Regions from separate parts of the Mus musculus genome. Here regions 2, 3 and 4 are each linked to region 1. A link is a contact called in public Hi-C and promoter capture Hi-C data. All regions are on one chromosome and are shown on one strand. Each heading gives the region's core, a stretch centred on a gene start, on an enhancer-like site or on the middle of the called end of the contact. The rest is flanking DNA. Distances are from core to core; before and after follow the strand shown. Region 1 holds the start of Gpt (glutamic pyruvic transaminase, soluble). Region 2 holds the start of Gpaa1 (GPI anchor attachment protein 1). Region 3 holds the start of Sharpin (SHANK-associated RH domain interacting protein). Region 4 holds the start of Mirt2 (myocardial infraction associated transcript 2).

Region 1 (4,715 bases), core at 852-3,351:
AGCCTGGCCCGGCACTGGTGGACACAACCGCACGCTCATCAGTTTCGCCATCTGTTTCTGCACCTCGGCATCCATGTTTACCACTTCCACATAGCCACCACGAAACCCGCACCTGCCCAGGAGAGCATGAGTTGAGGCTGGTCTGGGAAGAGGGTGCGCCACCGTGGCAGTGACTGAGAGTCCTCTAGCCCTCCCCGCTTCACCACCACCACCACCACCTGAGCCTGTACGCACTCGCCCATGTAGCCCTTAGAGACTGAGTGGAAAGACGCGAGCTCCTGCTGCGTGGCATATGGTGGCCCCATCTCCGTGAGCACCTTCTTGAATGAATGGAACTGAGAGCCCTCAGCATATACATTGTCTTGGTATACCTGTAGGGGTGGCAGTGTCATTCAGGCTGGGGGCTGAGCTGCTGCTCACCACTCTGTGTGCCCCTGTGTGTACCTCATCAGCCATCAGGAAGAGTCCCTCTTCGAAAGCAAAGCGGATTACGGCCTCGATGCATTCACGGGTCTGCACCTGCCCTGGAGTGTGAAGATGCATCACTGACTGGAAAGTCAGCCGCCCGCGGGCAACAGAGAACCAAGCCCAAGAGTGCTCAGCCCAGGCGCTTGGGGTTGGAGAGCAAGGGCAGGTTCTGGAGGAAGAGGCGGGGCTGGAAGGAGGAGCCCAGTGAGGCGGAGCTAGCGGGGGGGGGGGGGTAAAAAGAGTGAAACTGCAGGGGGCGGAGCTGATAGGTTTACCCGTGGGGTTGCCGGGGTTGATGACGCATAGTACTCGAGGGCAGCAGCGGTCACGTGCCTGGCACAGAGCGCGCCGCAGCTCAGCGATGTCAAGAGCCCAGGCGCGCTCTTCGTCCAGGTAGTAGTCCACTTGCACGGCGTCCAGCTCAGCCAGCGCAGCTGAGTACAGTGGGTACTGAGGAATGGGAATGAGTACACCGGTTCGCGCACGGCCCTCGCCGGCTACCAGCAGCTTGAGCATGGTCTGTAGGCCGGATAGGGAGCCCAGCGTTAGTGCAACCAGAGTTGTACACCCCACCCCGCCCCCACCACCGCCCTGTGCTGACGCTGCTGCACCAGACTCAGCCCCATCTAGCCTCACACATAGGGCTACTCCGATTTGACCTGCCCTGCCCTGGGCTACCCTACCACGATGGCATCGCTGGCCCCTGTGGACAGAAATATGTTGTTCGGGTCTGCAGGGATGCCTCCGTCTCTCCTCTCAATATATTGCGCCACATCCTCCCGAATCGGCTGGATTCCAGAGCTAATGCTATAGGCACCTGAAAGGGGACAAGCTAAATGAGGTGGGCCAAGTCCTGTAATCTTCCCAAGGGACTCGTCCCTCTCTGCCTCTCCTTAAGGCTTGGGCTCCACCTAGAGCTCGCACTCACCCAGGCTGTGGCCCCCGCATGCCTGCAAGATGCGTTCTGCCCTTCTCTTGGCATCCTCTGGGAAGTCCGGACTGCTCAGAAGATTGGGGTAGACACAGAGGGCCAGGACCTGGAAGAACCAAGTACTGAGTCCAGAGCAGCTGGGGAAGGAGGAGTAACCACAGGTAGTACAGCAGCCTAACCTGGCGGAAGAAGGTGATGGGTCTCTGCCCCATGGCTTGTGCATCCCCAATATTGGCACGGATAACCTCAGTAAAAGGCTTCTTCACACCCTGGGAAAGAAAGGAAGCGGGCAGGGAGATTGAACACCACCACCCTACTCTACTGCCTTTGTCCCACATTCCACTGTGCTGGGGACGAGCTCAGCAGCCCAAGTTTAGCAGAAGGGCAGTAAGTGGCCCAAGGCAATACCTGGCGCAGCTCCTGCTCCAGCTCCAAGGCACGTTGCACGATGGGGCCTCGGACTGCATACTCCACCCTCCGCACACATGGGTTCATGGTATCCAGAGTTAGCACCTTCCCCTTCAGTCCATTCCTTGAAGCCTGGATCCGGTCATTCCTTTGTGAGGCCATGGCTGCTCAAAGCAGGCAAGAATGCTGGCTCAAGAAGAAGGGTCCAGTTGGGGAGCAGGGCTGGGAATGGGGAGTCTGCGTGAGGTAAGGCACCACCCTCTCCACGGCAGCCTTCTGGCCCTACTGAAAGGGGCAGAAAAGGCTGAAGGAACTGGAGCACCCTGGGCCCCGCCCCATCAGGCTGGGCACAGATCTGCCCCAGGGTGCCAGAGGGAGTTGGTAAGGCAGCAGGCGGGGCTTGGGGCGAGGCCCAGTGCCGCCTAGTGTCCCCACGAGGGAGCAAGAGACCCACTTGGGGAGTAGGGACAGACGGATGGTTCAATACTTGACACACTGGAAACTGGGAGAAGAGAGCACTGAGCATCTCAGCCTATTAAGAACAGAACCAGGGACTACTGGAGATTTACCCTAGCAAGGCCCAGCTGAAGCCTAGGCCTCAGACCTGATACACACTCCATCTTTACTTTAAGCAAGTGGACTTGTCTCCTAGGTAACTAAGCCAGGCCTTGGGAATCTGGGGAGCACTGGGGGAAGGGAGAAAGATGTGTAGTCTCTGGGTTCCATGGGGACTGACAGAGTGCTATGCTTGGACCTTGGTCTCTGATGAGCCACTGCAAGGGTTTAGGGGGAGGGGAAGAGACTGGAGACGGGACAGCTAGTTCTGGACACACCTCACCCTGGACTGCCCTCATGCCCTTTCAATACACATCAGCTTGAGGGTGCCCTTAGGTCGACAACCCAGGCCAAGGGTAACTAAGTCCCCTTCCCTGCTGCTCCTGATTGGTAGAGAGAACAGGAAGTGAGCTCTGATAGGCCCACAGTACCCCACTCCCACTGGCCTTCTAGAAAGCTTATAGACTTGCTCAACACCTGGTCATCTAAGCCCTTGGACCCATCATGGCTCAGGCTAAGGGCTGGGGAGAATGACTTCTAAGCTGGGCAGCAGGCAGCTAGGAAGGCATGAGGTGAGCCTTAATCCCTCTGTCCCTGGAGGCCCTGGAGTGGGGACACACTCACCTCTGATCTCTTGGCTCTGATGCCACAGTAGCCTCCCAGCTCAGTGGCCTTTCTCTGGCCCTCAGGACACACCACAGATTAATATAGGCTTGGCCCTGGCAGAACCTGCCACTGCCTGCCTCTTACTAGCAGGGCCCAAGTAGGAGTGGTAGCAGGTGGACTTCAGGCAGCGGCGGCACAGCCCTACTCTAAATTTAACCAGCAGTCATCACCAACCCTCCCCCAAGCCCTTCCAAGGACACTAACCCTCCAACCACAGGTGCTAGAGGAAGGACAGGCCCTGAGGATGGACACCAGGCTGACCAGGTCAGTGCCCATGTGACCTCGTAGAGATGGCCATGCAAATACAAATGCAACGGTCATGATCTAGAATTGCCTTCTTCCCTCTAGCTTGAGGCCCCTAAAGGGCCCCTCTCATTCTGATACACTGTCCCTAGCCAGCACAGCCCAAGTGGCCAACTGCTTGTCACCTATACCAGCACAGGCGGAAGCTGGCAGACATGCCCCAGGATCAGGGCTTCATGCCAGAAACTGAGACCATGACCCTGGGAAGCACCTAACTAATGCCAGTCTTCTGCCTGTTTCACGCTGCTGGCTCTGGCCCAGTCCTGTGGAAAACACTGTCTCCCTTCCAGCCAGCGTTCCTGTCCCTCTGCATGGCCACCCACTCCATCACCCATGAAGAGTTTTTTCCAAAGTGTCCTACTGCTTTCAGGAAAGCAAAGGGTTACAGAAGAGCCTCCAAGAAGCTGAACCAACTAGGAGAGGTGGAAGTTAAGGCTGGGCTTCTTGCCTATGGCCTTGAGCCTTTCTCCCACAAAGGCTGGGGCTGCTACCTGCAAGCCCGAGCATGCACCTATCTACAGGTTTGGGTGCTCCTGGGCATGGGTGGCTCCTAACCAGTGAGACACATGGGAAGGCTCCGTGGCAAACAGCCTTTATCAAGAGTCACAATAAACAGACTGTGGCCTGAGGCCCATAGGTAGAGCTCTGCATAGTCCATCCCTGAGCAAGGTGGCCAGTGTCCTGGGCTGGGAGGGGGATGGGGCTCTGTGCCGGCTCCCCCACAGCACAGGGGTATGTGCTAAGTGGGTCACCAGGCCAGAGATCGTGAGGAAGCCTCCGGCTGGGCATGGGGTTGAACCCTGCCATACTGAGGAATCACATTTCACATGAGCAAGCAACACGGCCTCTTCTCCACAGACGCCTCCTCCGAGGGAGCAGTGAGCTTGAGCAGGGGCGGGTCCCCAATTGTGCTGAAGCCACAGTCAGGCTGGGAGGTCCCAGCATCAACAGACAGGCCAGGCTCAAAAGTCTCAGGCCCTTCAGGGGCAGGTCGCTGAAGCTTTGCAGCCGCTCGCTGGCGTTTCAGTTCTGCCAGTGTGTGGTGGGCCTTGTCCCGGACGAGGGCATCAGGGGCACTGTTCTCCTCAGGACTCAGATGATAGGAGACACTCCGATCTAGACGCTTGGAGTACAGGTGTCTCCCGGGGGGGGCCCCTACTTGGCCATTGTGTGGTCTGGCCACCTCAGGGCCATCGTCCTGTGAACAGAGCCAGGAACCCAGAAGCCATCAGGAGGTGCTTGTTTCCGCCTACACCAGCCTTGGGCTTCAAGTTTGTGTGAAGTGGTAGTAGACAGACAGACATAAGAGTGGGGGGCCATGTCAGCAGCAGATACCTGCCCACGGGATCACTGGGCCTACTGCCTCCATAGAGGGCTAGTGCGG
Region 2 (4,460 bases), core at 280-2,779, 370 kb after region 1:
GCTACACCTACCTGTAACATTAATGTCATGGTAGGCTTCGAGCCAAGCCTCGGTGCCCAGAAGATCATGGTCTGTTACCAGGAAAATGATATCTTTGGCCCAGTAAATCTGCCCTGGAAGCCAAAGGCAGGGTCAGCAAAGGGCCTGGGGCATTGGTCAAATCCTCCCGGACCAGAGCCCCAGAGCCTCACCTCGGAAATGGGCAGCAAGTGCCAACAACAACCCCACAGCCTGGCTATTGGTGGCATCTGGACCACAGGGTACAGTAAGCACCAGGGACTCGGTACTGGCAGAACGTGGGGCCCGCAGGATGCCATACACGTTGGTACCTGACACCATCTGCACAAAGAGTTGATGGGAAAGCCTCAGCAGACCCTCCAGCGGACAGCCTGAAGCCTGTCTTTTTTCCTGGCACTTCAATGCCCACCACTAAAGTTCTTCAGACCATCCCTCCCAGAGTTTCTTGGTTTCAGGGCACTTCAACAAGACACCCAACCCAGGCCACCCTTCCAATGTGCTTTTCTCCCAGGCACACCCCTTTCCCTCAATACATAGCGCTCGTGGGTCTCATCCGGGAAGGGTAGTTTGCGGGAGAAGCTCTGGGTGTAGACCTCCAGCCCTACGGATCGCATGGACCGTTCCAGCCAGGCTACTGGCAGAGCCCTGGAGACACAAAAGATAGCCTCTAAGTAGAGCTCCCTGGTCTCGGCCGCCCCTGAAATCCCCAGCCCGCTGCTAGGCACTCACCCCGGCTTCTTGCGGTGGGCAGCGAAGTCCCGGGCAAAGCTCCGAGCGCGGTCTCCACCTACAAACTGTTCCTCCACCATGGTGGAGCCCATGGCATTCTCAGACATGTAAGTGCGCTGGGTTAACGGCGGAAAAGCCAGCGCCAGAAACCAGGCGATCCCGGCCACGTAGCTCAGCACACTGCGAGAGAGTACAGAGTGGGCTCGGAATTAGCCCGACCTGGAACGCTAGCTCGTGGCTTCCACCATGACCCAGAGGGTCCAGCGGGATGGTCCAAGCCATTAAGAACCCGGAGCCAAAGCCGGGCAGTGGCAGCACACGCTGTTAATCCCAGCATTCAGGGGGCAGAGGCAGGTACAGGCGGATCTGAGTTCGAGGCTAGTCTGGTCTACAGAATAAGTTCCAGGACAACCAGGGCTGCACAGAGAAATCCTGCCTCCGGAAAGGAAAAAAGATCTAAGACCCTAGATCAGCGATGGATAGGGACCAGAGCTCTAAGCTCAGTGTCTGAGTGACACTTGCAAAGAGGTCGCAGACCCTGGAGCAGTAGGCGCGTGTGGAGCCACAGCAGCTCAAGTTCCCGCCAGTCCCGCCCCCTGTGCCCGCCCTCACCAGAGAGGTGTGTTAAGGCGCAAGACGATGCGGGCGAGCGCGCGCCGGCGCACCGGGTCCGACAGGAGACCCATGGCGGGGCGCGGGGCTCTGCTCTCGCGGCAGCTTGACACCTCCAAGAGCAGGGTTCCTGTCGGACCCGGCGCCCGGTGCTGCCTTAATTTCCGGTCCCAGGATCCATCGCGCCACTACTCTTGGTAGCGGCAGACGGAGTTGGGAAACCAGATTGTGCGCATGCTCACAACTGAGGTCGCCAGCTCTGCGCGTGCTCAAAACTGAGGTAGGCTGGAGAAGTACGGGATGCAGTCATGGCCAGTGGGCGGAACTGGAACCTGGGGCTGTGAAGCTGCGGGCGAGCAGCTGGAAGGCGGGACGCTGGCGGATCTCACGACAGAGCAGCGACAGTGTGCCTGCCTAAAGGTTCTCGGGAGTGTAACGCAGGTGGGTAGAGAGCTAGAACGACGAGAAAAGACTGATGCCTGCTGAAGTGAGATACTGAATGACAGTGTTGTAGCTATGACTTGAGGGACCCGTGTGAACTGAGGATTCGACGCTAAATCATTTCTGTGGATGTCATGAACCTTAAGACAGTGGGCTCACTGGCACAGTGGGCGAGTTGGTGGCCAGAGGAGATGGGTGGTGGTGGCGATGAAGGTAGTTTCTCTAAAAGGTTGCAGGGGTAAGGGCCTAAGGATAGATGGCCAAGAAGCAACAAAAGGTGGCTATCCTCCTAGAGCCCAAAGTAAGCGGGAGGAAAGGCCCAAGGAAAGAAGACATTAGTCCAGTGGTTCTTAACATTCTGACCTTTAATACCGTTCCTCATGTTGTGATGATCCTCAAACATAAAATTATTTGGCTGATTCTGAATAGCTAATTTTGCCGTTACGTCATAATGTCATCTCTTAATGATGGACACCCATAGCCAGCTGAGTGCAACCTCGGCCTTGTGCTCCTGTCCCTGATGGGCTGTGTAAGCATGGCACACTCCTTAGCTGGAGGACTTGAGTGACCAACATAGGCGAAGGGGGAAACTCCAATTTGTAAGCTGATTCCAACTTGAGTTTGTTGGTCCCCGGTTTGAACTGTGGTTAATAGAAATACCACCGACAAGTCCAAGAAGAAACTGCCCTGGGCCAGAGCCAATCAGGGAAATAGAGGGAAAGTGCCTACCATTGCAACGGTTACAGATAAATTGCTCATCACTGACCAAACCCTGTGCATCGAGATACCTCTTTGTGCCGGGCGGTGGTGGCACACGCCTTTAATCCCAGCACTCAGGAGGCAGAGGCAGGCCTGGTCTACAGAGTGAGTTCCAGGACAGCCAGGGCTACACAGAGAAACCCTGTCTCAAAAAAACAGGAAAAAAAAAAAGATAACTTTGCGAAATAAGGCAACTGACAGGCAGGAGACCCCTGCTCCCTGATCAAACTAGTATAAAAACCCTGCCTAATTGAGGCTCAGGGCTCTCAGCACAAATCTGGTGTGTTGGAGGAGTCTGAGGTCCAAGCTTAAGGGTGAAGAAAGTCTGAATTCGCATGCAGATTCATACTCCCAGGGGTCTTTGCGGACCCTAATATCTGGGCAGGCACAACAGGTGCACCCTTGCTCTTCCTAGCACAAGTGCTCTCTCCACTTAGGGACTGCACTATAAACTGCGCTGTAGGGCCCTGAGCAGCTTTTAAGTGCTGTACAGTAAGGTGTACTCGGGAGAAGAACAGGCCTTTATTCTGGAAAGGGGTGGTTGCCACTCAGTCCCCCAGTGAGACAGAGGCCTCCTGCACGTGCTGTCGGACGACAAGGTCCAGCAGAGTGTGCACACCTCGGGCCGCCTGGGCAGCAGCCTCTAGCACCTGCTCCAAGTGGTCTTCGTGCAGCCTCGAGTCCATCTCAAGCAGTGCGATCTGGCCGGAGGCGGGCAGCAGGGCCAGGGCGAGCTGGGGCCCTCCAGCTGCTTCCTCCACGTGGCTGAGGTCCGCTAGTGCTGTGCCATCCACAAAGCCAGCTGAACATGCGCATACAAAGTCCCGCATAGGTATCCCAGCATCCATCACTGCTAGCGTGGCTGCATTCACACATGCTGCGTAGGTCCCACCATCTGCTTGCAGCACCTACAGGGGGCATCAAGACATCTGATGGACTGACATCCGCATCCTGCAGCATCTCAGACAGCCCACATAGCTTTAAGCTCCGCCCCCGGGGGAGGGGTTTGACGGTGCAGGTAGCTCACCTGCACGTAGATGTCGATCTGAGAGCGGGGGTGCAGCTGTGTGAGGATGGCTGCCTCGAAGGTCTGTCGTAGCTGCAGCCCCATCTCACAAGACTTCCGGTCTCCATGAGGCCTTCGCTTGCGCTCACCTGTGCTGAAGGTGGCTGAACTGTACTGACAGTTCACTAGAGCCCGGTCAGGCAGGGCTCGAGACCGGGAGCCCCGGATCTAGAGGAAAAAGAATGAATGAGCCAGGCCTGCCTACCTCCTGGGACGCACTCGATGGCTCAACCTTCCTCCTCCTCTTTCTAAAGTGCTAAAACAAACAAACAAAACCCCAGCTACTCTGGTTCCAAATCATAGCTGAGTGGGGGGGGGGGGCTACTTCTCAACCTAAGCCAAAGCATTGTCACCTTTAGCAGCCAACTCTTTGTTCTTCAGTTTCTCCATTTCCTCCCAAATTATTCCCATTGTGGCCACCATGATTACAAACATCTGGTTTGACTGTGTAACCCACACACTAATATTTTACTTACCTTCCAGAAGCTTCCCATTACAGTAATGTAAAAGAAAAAAAATCTCAATTTCCCTGACTTTCAAAGCCCTGGGTCCTCACCTCCTTGGTAACTCCTCAACTCTATTTGATCTACTGTCCCTCTCCCTACCAAGTCTTCCCTCATGTGTTCTATACCTGATCATCCACCTAGAAAGCCGAGCTCCATATGCTAGCAAACCTTAAAATGTGCACATTTGCCAGCCTTGCTACAGCACTGCGACACAGCAATAAAGGCAGATAATTTAATGTCCTTGTTTTAGGAGTTTATGTTCCCGTAGAGAAACAAGCAAGGTGGAAGACCCAGGAAAATCGATGTAGTAGGTGCAGAAATAGCCTGAG
Region 3 (4,810 bases), core at 396-2,895, 350 kb after region 1:
AGTTTGGGGTGGGGACAGTGCCTCCAACACATGGGGCTGGCCCTCCTGGCAGAACTGCTTGAACATATGTTTATCATCTCCCGCCATCTTACACGAGTAGCTTTCAATCCTAAAGAACGCAGGCAGAGTCATGAAGCATGCTAACCCCGAGGCCCACGATAGTGATCTCTGACAGATTGATCCCCAGAGCCTCCAGCCTCACCTGCCAATAATATGGGCATCTCCAGTCTCCACTGTCAACTGTGAGTTGATGGCCTCAAAGCTGGAGTTCTCCAATAGCTTCATGTCCTTTGGGAAGGGAGATTCTTGTGCCAGTGGGATTAGGGCAGCACTACCTGGGAATGTGGGAAGCCAGCATGGCTACCTAGCTCCAAAGGGCTCCACTTTCAGCCTTTCCACCCACTAGCAGAGTACTGTTTGCAGCTCGAGCTAACCTTGAGTCCACCATGGAGCTCATCTTCCTCACCTTACCTGCCCCTGAGAACTCAGCACTGGCTGACAGGGAGATGATCCTATGCATGAGCATGGCATGTCCAGGTTCTACCTCAATCTCAAGTACTATATACTGGGGCTGGCTGGGGGCCCCACCCACTCTCGACATTCCTACTCCATTGACATTCTGCAGGCATCCTCAGACTGTTGTAAGGTCCTCAATAAGAACCTGCTATCCGGTTCGGAACGGGGCATCTGGGGTTTCAAGCCTTGAGGGTCACCTGTATGGGTGCTCCTCCCGGGTTCTATGGGTTGCTTCACTGCTTCCTGTCAAGAGGAGGAAACCCATGAATTCTTCAATTCTATTTGCAAGTATGCCTAATTCGTACTTCGTACGTCGAAGTGTGTAGGATGGGCAGACACACCACCTCTGCTGGCGCAGGCCAGTGGTCTCCTGGCATTGCTGCCCTGCAAGCCTAGAGGTACCAGCAGATTCGTAGCGGGAAACTACAAGCCCCAGGAGGCAGTGCACCAAGAGAGGCGCTCCAGCCCCAAGCAGCATAAGAACTACAAGTCCCATGAGGCACTGCAGCAGCGCGAGGCCCGCCGGGGACTGTGGTTCCCGCAAGCCCGGACCGCTTGGCGCACAAGGCGGACACCCACCTGCCAGAATTGGGCTAGATCAAGCCAGGGTAGACGGGTTGTTTAGTGTCGGTGCCGAGGTGACGGCGGCGCGGGCTTTGCGCAGCGCGGGTTCCTCAGGACTGGAGGGCGGCGCCGCGGCCTCCACTCGGGCCGCACTGTATCCGGGGGAAGAAGCTTCGCGGCGACGTCCCGTTACTCCAGGCCCTGCCGGCCCATACGGGCTGCAGCCGCGACATAGCCTCGCCCCCCTGCAACGCCCGCTTTCGCGACCAACCTGCCGCGGACCGCCGAGATCGTACCAGCCAGAGAACGAAACAGCGACCTCCGCCTCCCCCGACCCGACAACAACAAGCGTCCGACGGGCCCAACCCCACTCCTCTGAATGGTCCACTTTAACCACAGGGCCAGACCACGAGAAACCTTATTGGTGGACTCCTCCGCCACTCGGCTTCACCTTCCACTTCTACTGGCTGCATAGCTTGTCTGTCTCGCACTCGCTAACGAACCCGCCTCCCCTCTTGGTGTTGATTGGTTAGAACCATGCCCGCCCCGCCCCCAGGAGCCAACCCTCTTCCTAGAGTGGTCCACGGTTACGAAGAGCCTCTGCTGTGCTTATGTGTGTTTGTGTGCATTGGTGCCTGGTTCCTTCCGGGAACTGGTATTGTCTTGTGTAGGGCAGCAGCTGTCGTTCGTTCGAACCTTTAAGAAAAGTTCATCCTTGCCTTCTTTTTGTGACCGGTGACCGGTCTGTGACACTGTCTCGGGTCCTGCTGAAAGGTGACTAGCTTGGCCGGACCGTGCCTGGAGATCTGGGACCATTCCTATCGCTTAGCGAGCCATCAGGCTCTGGTAGTGCGCAGCATCGGGTCCTTCTTGTTCTCCAAGCTCTGGGGCATCCGGAACCGAGGCTCACAGTCCGAGTTTCTGGCCGGCGGAAGTACTCGACAGTTCTCTATCACGGAAGCACTCTCGGAGAGTCAGGACTCCGCCGGATCAGAAATGTCGCCGCCCGCCGGCGGTGCGGCAGTGGCTGCAGACCCTGCCTCACCTGTGGTGCTCCTGGCAGTGCACGCGGCGGTCAGGCCCCTGGGCGCTGGACAGGATGCCGAAGCGCAGCCGCGGAAGCTGCAATTGATAGCGGACCCTGAGCGGCCTGGACGCTTCCGGCTAGGACTGTTAGGCACCGAGCCTGGGGCGGTGAGTGTGGGCCCGATTCTGGAATCAACTTTCTTTCGATTACCTTGACGACAGTCCTTAAGCAGTTATTTTTCTTGATTGCCTGTAAAAGTGGGAATAATGCTGATACCTAATTTACAAATCTTGTGAGGAATTGGTAAGATAACAGGCGAGAAAAGTTCAGAGCCGTAAAGATTACCTCGTTCCTTTTCCTTTCACATTCGTGTGGGTAACGAAGAGGAACCACCGACCGAGTACTCTTCCCTGTTCAGGTCAGTTTAGAATGGCCCTTGGAGGCTATTTGTTACACCGTCCGTGGGCCTAACCAACACGAGCTGCAGCCTCCCCCTGGAGGTCCTGGAACCTTCAGCGTGCACTTCCTCGACCCCGAGGAAGCACAGCAGTGGGCAGCACTGGTGCGAGATGCCACCGCAGAAGGACAAAATGGTCAGTGTTGTGAAATAAATGCTTATTTGAATATGTCCGGGCCACCTGGTCGAGGTTGGGGGTAGTGATGGAAAAGCTGGGCACCTAGGAAGGCTTCCAAGAGGAAGGAAGTGGAGAAATAAGAGGTTCAAGAGCTGACCCCAGTACCAGACAAGTAAGAAAAAGAAGAGCAAGCATTGCTGCAGGACTAAGAGTTTAAGGAAAATGGGATTGTATTCAGTGGAAAAACAACAGAGACTTAAAGATAGAAACTCCACAGTGTAGACAAGGCTAAAGGAGGCCAGAGGATCTTAGGAGATGGAATTGATAGGTCTTGTGGTTGTTCAAATGGAAGAGTTAGTGATTATGACTGAGCTAGAAGAACCACTTAGTATGAGGCTTATATCCAGTGCCTGCTTGGAAAAGCATGGACATGGCTGGGACTCTGGAGAGGTAAAGACTGGGAGTTGGAGAAGTCACCCAAAGTCACCAGGAGAAGCATAGAGAAAAGAGGGCCTTGGATGTAGACCAGTGGTTCACAACCTTCCTAATGCTTCAACCTTTTAATATAGTTTTAATACAGTATGGCCCCCAGCCATACATTTATTTTCATTGCTACTTTAATAACTGTAATTTTGCCGCTGTTATAAATTGTAATGTGTAAGTATGTTTTCCAGTGGTCTTAGGTGACCCCTGTGAAAGGGTCATTCCACTCCCAAAGCATTGAAACCCACAAGTTGAGAACCACTGATGTAGATAGTGCCCTGGTAAGAGGTAGGAAAGCCCACAAACACCGGAGGAAGCCCTGAGCCTGACATGAGACCTGGGTACCTTAGCATTGAAAGAGAGACTTTCTCTTGTCGTTCATTTGCCAGATGTGTGTACCCAACCCTTAATACTGTTCTTTGTGACAAGGTCTCAATGTGAATTCCAGGTTGATCTCAAATTCACTGTGTAGCTCAAGTTGGTTTTGAACTGTCAGTGACCCTCTTACCTGTTCTCCCGGAGTGTTGGTGTTATAGATGTGTACCATCCAACTGGGGACTACTTTTTTTCTTTTTTCCTGTGTGTGTGCACACACGTGAGTGTGTGTCTGTCTGTATTTGTGGTGCGCATGTATTTGTATAGAGGCATACATGTACATAGCACATAAAGAAGTCAGAGAGCAATCCTGGGACAACCTCGAGTGTCAGTCCTCATTTTCCACCTTGTTGGGGAGTTTCATTTCTCTTGCCTCTACCCCCAACTCACTCACCATATGAACACTGGGATTACAGATCTATACTTCCATGCTTGGCTTTATATGGTTTGGGGAATTTGAACTCTCAGGTCTATGTCTGTATGAAAAGCACTTTAAGCCAGGCAGTGGTGGTGCATGCTTTTAATCCCTGCAACTCAGGAGGCAGGGATCTTTGAGTTCGAGGCCAGCCTGGTCTACAGTGAGTTCCAGAACACCCATGCTACACAAAAAAGCCCTATTTCTCTCCAACTGAGAGTTGTTTTTGTTTTGAGGGCCAAGGCTGGGAGAGGAAGATTAGCCTGAATTATGGCCTAAGGATAGTAGGATGAGGCAGAGAAGGCCAAGGTTCTAAAAACCTGAGATTGGATACCACTAGCCTAATCCACATCTTTCCTCTTAGGCAGTGGCAGCCCAGCCCCAGCCCCAGCCCCAGCAATGTGCCCCATTTCTCCACCATGTTCTTCTATGGCTCAAATACCTAAAGCAACCCAACCTGAGGTGGATCTTCCTCAAAGTTCTGGAAACTTCAAAAAAGGTAAGACAGATTGGAAGGAGTTGGGGGTTTGTGGCTGGTGTCTAGTTGTGATAGCTGTCTTTTCTCCCTTTAGAAGAGCTGGCTACACGCCTGTCCCAGGCCATTGCAGGTGGGGATGAGAAAGCAGCGGCCCAAGTGGCAGCAGTCCTGGCGCAGCATCATGTGGCTCTCAATGTCCAGCTCATGGAGGCCTGGTTCCCACCAGGTCCCATAAGGTAAGGCCTGGTCTTGCTTACTCTGCCTTCCTGACCCTCCCAAGTTAACTGTCCAACACCCTAATCTATATTCTGACCCAGGCTACAAGTCACAGTTGAAGACGCCACATCGGTTTTGTCCTCTTCATCGTCTGCCCATGT
Region 4 (4,719 bases), core at 498-2,997, 430 kb after region 1:
TTTCGGACACTTGGGTGCCCACATGTACTCTTATGCTTTTGTCTAGTTCTGGCTCCCGCAACACTAGGGTCAGATCTTTGTCTATACCACACTTTCTCCTTAGAATGTTGCTTTCTGCCTTCATTGCCAGCTGTCTGAACTCCTCTATAAAGATCTGAAATAGTCCAAGGCTTGCTTTCTTTCTTCTCTCTCTCTTTCTTTCTCTCTCTTTCTTTCTTTCTTTAGCTCTGGCTGTCCTGGAACTCACTTTGTAGACCAGGCTGGCCTCGAACTCAGAACTCCACCTGCCTCTGCCTCCCAAGTGCTGGGATTAAAGGCGTCACTACCATCACCCTGCTTTTCTTATTTATTTTATGTGTATGAGTATTTTGTCTGCAAGTATGTCTATGCATGACATGTGCCTGGTACCTAAGGATTCCAGAAAATAGTGTCAGGGATTGGAGTTACAGATGGTTGTAAGCTGCCATGTGGGTGCTGGAAATCAAACCCAGGTCCTCTGCAAGAGCACAAGGCTCTTAACTACTGAACCATTTCTCCAGGCCCAAGAATTTAAAAAATAAACCTAAAAGCCAGATATGGTTGCATGCAGTCTGTACTCTGGAGGCTGACATAGAGAGATACCCACTTAGAGGCCAACTTGGGCTACATATTGATTTCAAGACCAGGCTAGGCTATATAGTAAGATCCTGTTTCAAAATCACAAGGGCGAGGGAGATGGCTCAACGCACAGAAACACTTAATGCAAGCATGGAGACCTGATTTGAGTCATGGAAACCTATGTAAAAGCCAGACGTGGTGGCATGTGTCTATCAAAAGCAGAACCTAGGGCATCCCCCATAAGCCACAGACTGGGTAGCCTAGAGTATACAGTGCAGTGGCAGAAACAAGAGCAACCCTGACTCTAACAAGATGAAGACAAGGCCCAGCACATGTATCTGACTGACACATGTATCATGGCATGCACATGCCCTCAATACAAATTCATACACAAATACATACTTACATGATGAATTAAAAAGGAGTAAAATCTAAGGCCTGAAGTAGGAAGCTGATATCTAGCTTGTTAGCCTATCGAACTTCTTAAATGTTATACCTCTTCAATGCATATTATTTTTGTCACCCTGACTGGTGGTTGTTGGTGGTGGTGGTGTGTGGTGGTGGTGGTGGTGTTTTTTTTGTTGTTGTTGTTTTGTTTTGTTTTTTTGAGGGGAGGAGTGGGGATGACAAGGTTTCTTTGTGTAGCCCTGGCTGTCCCAGAGCTCCTCCGTAGACCAAGGTGGCCTTGAACTCAGAGATCTTCTGTTGGGATTAAAGGCATGTGTCACCACCACCCCACTTTTTTTGTTGGTTCTTGTTTTCATCCTGCCTGTTATCGCAGTTATTAATGACACGACATTTAAAAATGGAGTTGCACCGGTGCTTATGAGCATTGCTAGGGCTGTGTAGCATGCCCGCTACAGCCAGGCGTACTGGTAGGAAATCCAGCCAGAGAGGAGCAGGCGAGGAATGGATACTGCCCGGAAGGACTTCAACCTCTTAGTACAAGGGTTCAAGTTCTCAACCAGAAGTTAGTCTAGTTAGGGATTAACTGCTGTCTTTTCTTTTCTTTTTGAGACAGTGTCTTGTGTAATCAGGCCGGTCTTCACATCACTGTGTAGTGAGAATGACTTTGCATATCTGATCGTCTTGCTTCTGGCTTGTGCAATTGCGCCCAGTTTTACGGTTAGAGATCAAACCCAGGGCTCCATTCGTGCTAAGCAAGCAACCCTACCAACTGCGCTCCATCCCCAACCCCTGGTGAGACTATTTCCAGGGATTAATTAGGTCTTCAGGATCCTTAGAAGCTATTTTCACTCAGAGTGCTCTCTCGCACTCACTCTGAGGGCTGCAGTAGGTGGATTGCCCGAGGGTGGAGGGGCAGGGCTTGAAGCCTGAAGCCTGAGCCCAGGAGTTGCAGTGATTGCTGTGAGTCAGGATGTAAATAACCAACTTGGCTTTGGGAGCTCAGGAAGAGAGAGACTCAGGGAGGGTTATTATTCCCAAATGCCGCGCAGAGGTGGAGAAGGCACTTAGGATGGTATTCATAACCTTTCCAGAACAGCTTTGTTGGGGGGTCCACTGCCAGATTGTAGAAGGTCTAAACAGGCAGAGCAAAGTCCTCCTCTTAGATAAGAGAGATGTCATGGCTCCTCGGGAACAGAGGGAGAAGGGCAGGCCGGGAGGGTAAGATGGTCTGTGACTGAGGGCGGGTCGCTGTAGGGGTGGATAGGCAGTAAGCACTCACGGAAAATCATGGACAGGAAAGAACACAGCCTCTAGGACAGGAAGGCTTGTATAGGGAGGGACATGGATATTATTACTACTACTAGTGTTTCCTCTTCTGGGTACACGTAGAATCTGTATCAGCTGTAGCATCTACAGTCACGCCCTGGGAGCTTGCTACTCTCAGAAGCTCTCCCCCTGGACCACTCTTTGCACCCAGCTTCCTGCCTTTTCAGCACTCCCTTCCTATTGCTATACTCAGCCTTGTAGCCTCTGTCATCCCTTGGTGTCTGAATGCCACCTCCCTCTAACCCCATCCCTATCCCTGGGCTCAGTGAGGGTCAACAGTTCAACTGCATTCCCGTGAACGCTTGCAACCCCGCTGGATTCTCTTCTCTCATCCTGCTCTGGATAGCTCTAGCCCCAGGGCTTCTATCACACGCTAACAAACCCTACATCTCAACTTTAGATCCTGGCTTCTCCCCCTCAGCTTCCTTCTGGCTGTCACAAAATGGAGAGAATGAGCCTGTGCTGATGGTGGGAACTGGAAAAGGCGGAAGACAAGGGAAGACAGGGATGTGGAGACTGGGAGTAGGTGGGTGGGGTGGGGGTTGGTAGCCTATTGGACTTGGCGGGGAGAAGATTTGGATTCCAGAGCTGGGCAGGTTTTAGATGCTGATGCTGCTTGGAAGTTAGGTTGAAGGGAATGTAGGTAGGAAGCTCCTATGGGGAGATATTATGGGGCCTAGGTTGGCCTTTCATCCAATGGTCCTATGTTCTCATCCTGCCTCTGTCTGTTGAGGCCAATGTCCTCTGTTTGTTTGTTACTATCTAAGCCCTTTCTCCACAATTTCTTCAGACCCCAGCATCCTGGCTCTTCCTTCCTCTGTGCAGCTCCTCCATCCTTCCCTCCCCGCTGTCCTTATACCCAGGCCTCTTATAGTTACCCTGATGTTGGGGAGGGCCTGCCGCTGCCTCACCAAGCCCTCCGGTGAACCCGCTGATGCAGAGGCCACCTGCCTGAGTCTTGATCGCAGACTTGAGCTCCTGATTCTCCCGAATGAGCCGTACCAGCTTCTTCAGTTCCTCATTTTCCCGCACCAGCCTCTCTATCTGATGCCGAAGCCCCTCGTAACTTGTAAGTAGAGACATGCCCCAGGGAAGGGGAGAGGGTGCAGCCCAAGAGAGGGCACTGCACCTGGAGGCTGCCCAGGGCCCGGGGCCTTGCCCGGGCTGGAAAAGGCCACCAGAGTCTGCAAGCCTGGTCTAGTAGGCTCTGGGTATTGTGAGGTCAGAGCCTATGCCCTCCTCTTTGCCCTCTGCTCTAACAGGCTCTGCTCTCTGGGCCTCTAGGCCCATGTGTTGCCTTACCTCAGCCTGCAATGTCTTGACAAGGTCTGGCCAATTATAATTTCACGGTTGCCTCTTCGGCTGTTGTCTTTACCCTACTTCAAGCTAGTTGCTGCCCCTGGACTTTCCCTTCAGATAAATCCTATACCACATCACTTGCCTTTGTCTGTACAATTGGCCCCCTCATCGGCTTTCCACAGGATGTTCAGTGAGTGTAGGTGTCTTCCCTCCAGACTACAACAAGGGGTGCAGCTTGGCCAGGGTATTTGTTGACTGGATACTCATCAATGAATATTCATTATTCTGCCTTCCTGGGCAGGGTGCTCTTTCCTTTTGACATTAGCATGCCATAATTTCTTCTGGCTTCATTCCTTCCCTAGCGACTGGCTGAGAGTCTCCTTTAGCCAAGCACCAGGCTCCCCCAGCTCAGTAGTTTCCATTTCTGGCATGGGTTCCTTTTCTCCTACCTGTAGTGACTCTTCCTTTGCACCTGATCTCTGCTCCTTGGGTCCTGGAATCTTCTGGAGTTTCATTCTCTCAAGAATCTAAAATGAAGACGTGACGGTGATCCAGCAGCGCTCGCTGTTTCTCTACGACTGGCCAGGGTTACGTTGACTTGGCTTATCTGGCTGGCCAAGCAAGTATCCCATTCCTCCCTCACTGTTCCCTGTATGTCCCTCCTGAAGCTGTCCACTTGGTAGAAGACAACTCTCTCCCGGGGGAGCAGTGTTCAAGTGAAGATACACAAGTAGCTGTGTTCCTCTGCTAGGACTTCCAAACAAGACCCGGAGCCAGTCCTCCTCGACGGATTTCAAGAGCCGGAGGACTGAGTCCTCCTGACACGCCCTTCTCTTAGAGCTTTCTAGAAAGAATGCCATGGGATCTTGGGAGTCAATGGAGGCTGGTCTTGGAGACCTCCACTGGCTCTGTGGTCATCTTCTCTCAACACTTTCCATAGGTCAGGGAGAGGAAGGTAAAGTCCAGTTCCAGACCAGATTCTTGTGGGCAGATTCTGGTAGAGTGGAGCTGAGGAAGAGGAGGGTCAGTCTAAGTTGGGTGTTCTATCTGGACCTCACAATGGGGGGACCTGCCCCCCTATCTTTGACA

Evidence for each region. Hi-C and Micro-C count contacts between places; a contact is called where the count stands out from the background. Capture Hi-C pulls out chosen DNA fragments and counts their contacts.
Region 2: a promoter capture Hi-C map of pancreatic islet shows a contact between it and region 1. The contact joins the promoter of Gpaa1 here to the promoter of Gpt in region 1. A contact is called at or near these places in 2 of 39 promoter capture datasets (erythroid cells and pre-B cells), 1 of 484 Hi-C or Micro-C datasets (B cells), 1 of 115 datasets of contacts at active chromatin or transcription factors (pancreatic cancer cells) and 2 of 9 other capture datasets (liver and pancreatic islet).
Region 3: a contact with region 1 is called in a promoter capture Hi-C map of pancreatic islet. The contact joins the promoter of Sharpin here to the promoter of Gpt in region 1. A contact is called at or near these places in 2 of 39 promoter capture datasets (embryonic stem cells and pre-B cells), 5 of 484 Hi-C or Micro-C datasets (B cells, embryonic stem cells, granulocyte-monocyte progenitors and 2 more), 2 of 115 datasets of contacts at active chromatin or transcription factors (the SCID.adh cell line and pancreatic cancer cells) and 3 of 9 other capture datasets (adipose tissue, liver and pancreatic islet).
Region 4: a Hi-C map of liver shows a contact between it and region 1, with 4 times the contacts expected there. The contact joins the promoter of Mirt2 here to the promoter of Gpt in region 1.

What each region holds. Positions count from the first base shown.
Region 1 is chr15:76,694,112-76,698,826 of GRCm38.p6, reverse strand. It overlaps Gpt (glutamic pyruvic transaminase, soluble), which reads right to left and starts at 2,101. Exons shown (of 11, transcript NM_182805.3): 1 at 1,808-2,101; 2 at 1,579-1,668; 3 at 1,397-1,505; 4 at 1,152-1,285; 5 at 744-987; 6 at 445-524; 7 at 235-371; 8 at 1-112. The coding sequence starts at 1,969. Ppp1r16a (protein phosphatase 1, regulatory subunit 16A) reads right to left here. Exons shown (of 12, transcript NM_001358933.1): 12 at 3,908-4,529. The coding sequence ends at 4,155.
Region 2 is chr15:76,328,363-76,332,822 of GRCm38.p6, reverse strand. Gpaa1 (GPI anchor attachment protein 1) reads right to left here and starts at 1,529. Exons shown (of 12, transcript NM_010331.2): 1 at 1,360-1,529; 2 at 748-927; 3 at 552-663; 4 at 192-339; 5 at 12-113. The coding sequence starts at 1,433. It overlaps Exosc4 (exosome component 4), which reads right to left. Exons shown (of 3, transcript NM_175399.4): 2 at 3,587-3,793; 3 at 2,153-3,467. The coding sequence ends at 3,108. It also overlaps a transcript of Oplah not described here.
Region 3 is chr15:76,347,945-76,352,754 of GRCm38.p6, reverse strand. It overlaps Sharpin (SHANK-associated RH domain interacting protein), which reads left to right and starts at 1,645. Exons shown (of 9, transcript NM_025340.2): 1 at 1,645-2,274; 2 at 2,526-2,700; 3 at 4,320-4,454; 4 at 4,528-4,669; 5 at 4,751-4,810. The coding sequence starts at 2,077. It overlaps Maf1 (MAF1 homolog, negative regulator of RNA polymerase III), which reads right to left and starts at 1,461. Exons shown (of 8, transcript NM_026859.3): 1 at 1,096-1,461; 2 at 203-335; 3 at 1-109. The coding sequence starts at 285.
Region 4 is chr15:76,266,867-76,271,585 of GRCm38.p6, reverse strand. Mirt2 (myocardial infraction associated transcript 2) reads left to right here and starts at 1,747. Exons shown (of 3, transcript NR_045747.1): 1 at 1,747-1,797; 2 at 3,195-3,400; 3 at 4,086-4,719. Spatc1 (spermatogenesis and centriole associated 1) reads right to left here and starts at 3,497. Exons shown (of 5, transcript NM_028852.1): 1 at 3,210-3,497. The coding sequence starts at 3,414.